Linked DNA regions of Mus musculus: region 1 is linked to region 2. A link is a contact called in public Hi-C data. All regions are on one chromosome and are shown on one strand. The core of a region is the stretch at or near the end of the contact, and the rest is flanking DNA. Distances in the headings are between cores, read along the strand shown.

Region 1 (2,956 bases), core at 101-2,600, 580 kb before region 2:
GACTGGAGGCTCAGCGGGCGGCGCCAGGCTCACAGCCAGAGGCCTGGGGTCGCCCGCCACCCGAGGCTGGTTTCCCAGACCCCAGCGCGCCCCGCGTTCCGTTACTTGCCTCCAAGTTTCCACCCGTTTTTGCCAGCGGAGAGCAGCCGCCCCGCCCCCGGCTCGGCCTAGATGCTGGCGGCTGGGGGAGCGGGAGAGCAGGCGGGCTGGAGGATTGCCCGGCTCCGGAGCTTCCCGCGCGCAGGGTTCCGCGCCTTCCCTGCGCCCCGGGGGGTGAAGAGCCTTCAGCCCCGCCAGCTCCACAGGCACCCCCTGGACGGCCCCAAGGAGAGCTAGGCTGAGCCCGCCGCACTTGCGGACCCCTGTCCAAAGCCCCATCCCGAATAGATGCGCCAGGGGCCCTATCCCTTGGTTGCTGCTGACTGGAGGGAAGGAGACAGTGCGTAAAGAGGCTGATTGAGTCTGAGAATTCTCGCAAGTCAGAGCAGGCAAGACGTGTTTCCAAGGTCCGAAGATACTATCTCCTACCCTACCTCCCCCTCCACTTCAGACTTTAGGGAGCTAAAACTTGGGTGACCTGATAGTGAATGTGTACAGCCGTGAAAATCTGGCTGCAGCTGAGTGAACCAGTTAAGGATAGAACCTTAGACCAAGGAGACTTCTAAATTAGTTTTGACAAGTATTCTATCCCAGACACGTCCATTTTCCTCCCAAGGAACACATCAAAGACAAAAAGCCAGGAATGCACTGAAGATATAAGCAAGATTTTCCCCATGATTTCCAGAAAATTCAAATTTCATTGGATGGCTTCAAGTAGCAGAGACCAAGAACACCATAGGGCCTGCGGCTAGAACCCGAAGGACCAGAGACTCGTGTATTTTAACAGTACATCCTCTGGAAAGAATCACAAGGCCGCCCCAGCAACCCTCTATCCAGACACCGCCACCACCCTGGTCTGGACGATGCAGAGGCAGTCCTAGGTGTGTCCCTCCGGTAGGCTAGGATGTAGGAAGGGGTCTCCACGTTCTTGTCACAAGGCGGCCCTATGGAGGGTCAGAGCCCCGTCCCCGCTTTAGGCATAGCATTTCCAGATGATGCCCAGCTTTATGCCCCCCACCACCACCACCTTCTTCACTTTCCCTACCAACTTACTTTCAGTTCAAAGGGACAGCTATCTCAGAGCAGATTAGCCTCAGGCACAAACTCCGGTGCGTCCACTGGGTTGCTGGCGTCCCCAAAGACAGCTGTGCTGCGGGTCAGCGCGCGCGCAAAGCAAGGGGGCAGTGGGAGGCTCCCGGTGTTCCCCTTTAACGGGAACTACGCCCTATTTGCGTCGCTGCAGAAGGGTGTGTCCCAGGGTCAGCGTGTGCGGGAGGGCGGGCCTCCCTGAGGAGAGGGGGCAGGCGGGCGGGCGGGGCGCCGACTGCCAGACAGTTACTTGGACTTAAAGACACCCCCGGAAAAACCAGATCTCTGCAAAACCTCGACTTTTACTTAAAGCTGGAGGACCCTGGGCTTCTCGTCTCTCACCTTCCCTAGATCTGTGGTACTCGGGCCCTGTTGACCAATACATTGCACCTTCGCCCCTGTCCCCTCAGCGCACATGGATAAAGATTGCTAGATTTCGTACCCACCTCCCTGCCTCACTCCCCAAGTGCGCAGTGCTGGGTTCTCGGGAACACTGAAGTGAACTGTGCCCATTCGGGGACTGTGTAGCTGGATCACCTCTCCTACTAGCAGCCAGGACCTCAGGTCTTGGCGCACCTGACCTGCGCTGGGGTCTTAACTGGGCTAGTCTTTAAAACACCCATCCTCGCTATCCCTGTTTGTACCTAGAAAGTATGCTGGTTTACTGGGATTCGGGGTACATATCTAGAGGGCTAGGCTGGGACCCCAATCCAAGAGAGAAGGGAGGGGAGGAAAATCCAAGCTTGACGGACGGATGGACGGACAGACGGACAGAGGGGTGGGGCTCTAGGATCCGGCTCCTCCTAAGCTTGGCAAAACCAGATTTTACAACTGCATATAAGCTCCAGGCGAAGTTTGCCTGAGGCAAGCTGGCCTGGCTCCCAGCCTTGGCTGGAGTCCTGGCCATGGGGGTAGGGGTGAGAGAAGTGGCCATCTGAGGTGCAGGAAGAGCAGCCAGAGAAACTAGCTGATTCATAGGCACTTGAGTGTGGCCGCCCAGAGTTAAGAAGGGAGAGGCTAGCCAGCTCTTCTTGGAGATGTGCCCAACTAACCATCAGGTCACCTGTATTGGCTGACTGAGCAAGGAGCCCGTGTGTTAAAGTCTCTACCTGCATATCCACACCCTCCCTACCTGTTAAGAGCAGTGAGTCATAAAGCCCTGGGAGACTCAGATAGTTCCATATTATTTTGTTTTTTGACAGTAGCCGCTACTTGAGCTAATTGTATATGCTTGCTCATTACATAAAAAAATAAACTTGAAGCATTCTTCAGACAATGATCTTTTAAAATTTCTCATCGGATTAAAAATAAAGAGTATGTGTGACATTTTTATTCAGTTCCCTGCCAATGCCAGGTGTCGTACCTGTGCTTGGCACACAGGAGGCTGAGAGGAGATGCATGGCAGAGGTTGAAGCCAGAGCTCTGCACTCGGTCCACACCTAATCAACTAGTGCTCCTGTCGTGAGCATTCATTGAGCATTCAATGTTTTCCTCTGGGAAGAACGGCCGCTGCCTACACCGAAGGGCGTGGTGATCCTAATGACAGGCTCAGAGCCATTAGCTCTGTGTCTGGAACAAAACACAGGTCCAGTCCTCTAACACGCCCCTATTCTGAGCACACTACACTTAACAATCACAGCCCTTCAAGGGGCTGGCCTGTCCACCTCGGTACTAAAACAGATTAGAGAATGCCCAGAGTTATACGGCTGCACGAGAAGGCATGCGGCTGGGGAGTGACTGCGGCAATGGAAGTAAATCTTCAGTTTCC
Region 2 (2,898 bases), core at 54-2,553:
CTTTATCCTGGATCTTGGCCTTCACGTTCTCGATGGTGTCACTGGGCTCCACCTCCAGGGTGATGGTCTTGCCGGTCAGGGTCTTCACGAAGATCTGCATGCCACCTCTCAGGCGAAGGACCAGGTGCAGGGTTGACTCCTTCTGGATGTTGTAATCAGAGAGGGTGCGGCCATCTTCCAGCTGCTTGCCGGCAAAGATCAGCCTCTGCTGGTCAGGGGGGATGCCCTCTTTATCCTGGATCTTGGCCTTCACGTTCTCGATGGTGTCACTGGGCTCCACCTCTAGGGTGATGGTCTTGCCGGTCAGGGTCTTCACGAAGATCTGCATTTTGACCTTGAATTTAAAAGGTAAAAATTTAAAAGCCTACTAAAATCTTCGATTCCCTACAAAATACTTCTACTCAAAACTCCTCCCCTTTTTGTCATAACATAAAACCTGTTTTGTCATGGTTTCAAACTGCTAAACCTTTCCAAAACACTAAACTGGCATTTGGAACATTCATCAACTGCGGGGCATCCAAGTTCGCTAACAATAGACATGATAAATTGAAAATAAAAAATATCCAGACCAGAAGCCATCGATAAAAATTCAAGTAATAAACAATGCCCGAGTGAGAAGTACCTCTTTTCTGCCTCCCCCCACTGAAATAACCACGATGGACTCTCCATCGGTTAAGCGTCCGTTAAGCTCCCTGGCGCGCGCGCCAGGGCCGCCCCCGCTCCGCGCACGCGACCAAGGCCCACTCTTCCCGGAAGGCCCGTTGCCGCGTCACGTCACCTCGCTCCCCTCCCCCACCCCAAGAAAAAAAAGGCCCGCTTAGCACCACGTAAGCCCCCTCTCTAAATCCTCCCATGATTCAAACGCCGTAGACAAATACCTGTTAACAAATGTGATGAAAGCACAAACCGCCCAGCGCGTCGAAACACCCTCACAGAAAGACCGCCGAACCGGACAAAGCCTCTCGTCACTGAGCTCAGTGGCCGCGCGAGCCGCTATTTATGCAGCGTCTGTTGCGTGACTGCTCACTCCTACGTAGCTGTTGTCTTCCTGCGCCACCGAAAGTAGTTCCGCGGGCCCCCACCTCCCCCAGACCAATTAGGCGTTTTTGCCGAGCTCCCGATTCTTCAGAACCAAAGAAAAGAGTACTACCAAACGAGAGACACTGTATTCCCGGCGTCTCGTCTCCTCTCGTGCAAAAAATTGAAAAAATCATCACGCGGATGAATCCAAGTTAAAGGGCCCTCCCTCGAAAGCTCTGGAAACCTCCTTGCGGCGCCAGCGCTGATTGGTGAGGAGTCAAAGATGAGGCCGACGCTGATTGGTGGAGGTCGCGGGCCGCTCGATTGTTGCTGGGCTCGGTTCTCGGGCAGTTTAACGTCGACGTTGCTAAGTAACCGAGTGCGCATGTGCGGGCGCTCGCCTTAGCGAAATACTGATGTTTCCTGCTTGAGGTGGGGGAGGGGCGTCTTCTCTTCCCGCGTCCGGAACCCCGCGTCCCGAGTTCCCCGTGGTTCTCTCGCACCCATCGCTCGGCGGCTTTACGCCACAGGGTGAATTGCGACCTCACCCTGCTCCCCCTGGCTGGACTCTAGCTTCGCCCAGGCCCCCTCCAGTATGAGCATTGATGCTTCCGTAGCCAGTGTTTTTAGTTGTTTTGTCTTGTGGCTTAGCCGCCCACGGGCCCAGATGTGGGTGGGAGTGGGGTGGCTGCCGGGCTGGAAGCTGAGGATTTAGCCAGAGACCCAGCCCAGAGCCCGGCCGGACTTACAGATTCTCTCCCTCCCCAGCAATCTACAAACAAAGGAAGGAAAGAGGAGAAATGCCTATTAGACTCAGTACCCGGGGTTCACCCACCTCTCCCATTGGGATGTCTATTGTGCAAAGGAAGGGAAGGGGCCCGTTAATCCTAGAACCTCAACCTCAGGACTAGGTTCTGAGGTTTTGGGTGTGGTTGCTTTTCCCTCATCGAGATCAACAAGGAAGGAGCAGAACTGCTCGGATTGCTTTGTCATGCGGAGTCACGAGGATGGCCATGTAAACAGTTTTGTTTGCATAGGCTACCGGCTTCCGTACAGTAAGAAGTCTAGCTACGCTAACAGATTAAACTTCACTCTGTAAAGGTTTACGAGTTATTACCATATTACTGAAGGAAACGTTAGGAACATAGCTGGTTTGCCTAGCATGAACCAAAAGCTCCAGTTTGATTCCCCAGCCCAAAGTCTGCTTTCTAGAATAAAGAGCAGGTAGAATTTTATTTGAAGTGAATTGAAATTCAGAAAATGTCTCCTTTGCATAGTATTTTATTTTTATTAGGAAGCATGAGTCGGACCTTGTTTCAACAAGCAGAGTATGTCTGAGTCAGACATTTTGAGGCACAGACTCAGCCAGAGTGCTGATCTTATGATTGATGCGATGACTTCATTGGGGTAAGTTCCAGCAATTGCCAGACGGGTTATTGCTTCCTAGTTTGTTTTGTTTTCAAAGTAGATCGTTTGGTGACTTCAACCCAGTAATAATATTTCAAAAGAATGGCATCTGGACAAGATAGATTTTTTTTTCCGTAGCATAGTTTTTGTTGCTTGTGCTGTGTTCACCCCTAGCCCCACCCCTTGGAGACTGGCCATCACTCTGTAGCCCTGGTTGGCCTGGGATGACTATGTAAATCAAGAGCTCACAAGAGATTCTCTTGGTTCTGTCTTCCGAGTGTTGGAATTAAAGACACGGACCATCGTGCCCAGCATGATGTAAACAGATTTTTTTAAAAAGTATTTTATATCTGAGTGTTTTCCTTGTATGTATGTCTATATAGTACCTGTGTATCTGGTACCTGAGGAGCTCAGGAGGGTACCAGATACCCTAGAACTATACAGACTGCTGAGTACTTGTGTGGCTGCTTG

Evidence for each region. Hi-C and Micro-C count contacts between places; a contact is called where the count stands out from the background.
Region 1: a contact with region 2 is called in a Hi-C map of muscle stem cells, with 2.5 times the contacts expected there. The contact joins the promoter of Pmp22 here to the promoter of Ubb in region 2. A contact is called at or near these places in 1 of 484 Hi-C or Micro-C datasets (muscle stem cells) and 1 of 115 datasets of contacts at active chromatin or transcription factors (bone marrow-derived macrophages).

Annotation. Positions count from the first base shown.
Region 1 is chr11:63,129,851-63,132,806 of GRCm38.p6, reverse strand. Pmp22 (peripheral myelin protein 22) reads right to left here and starts at 1,350. Exons shown (of 5, transcript NM_008885.3): 1 at 1,153-1,350.
Region 2 is chr11:62,549,576-62,552,473 of GRCm38.p6, reverse strand. It overlaps Ubb (ubiquitin B), which reads right to left and starts at 1,303. Exons shown (of 2, transcript NM_011664.4): 1 at 879-1,303; 2 at 1-334. The coding sequence starts at 328.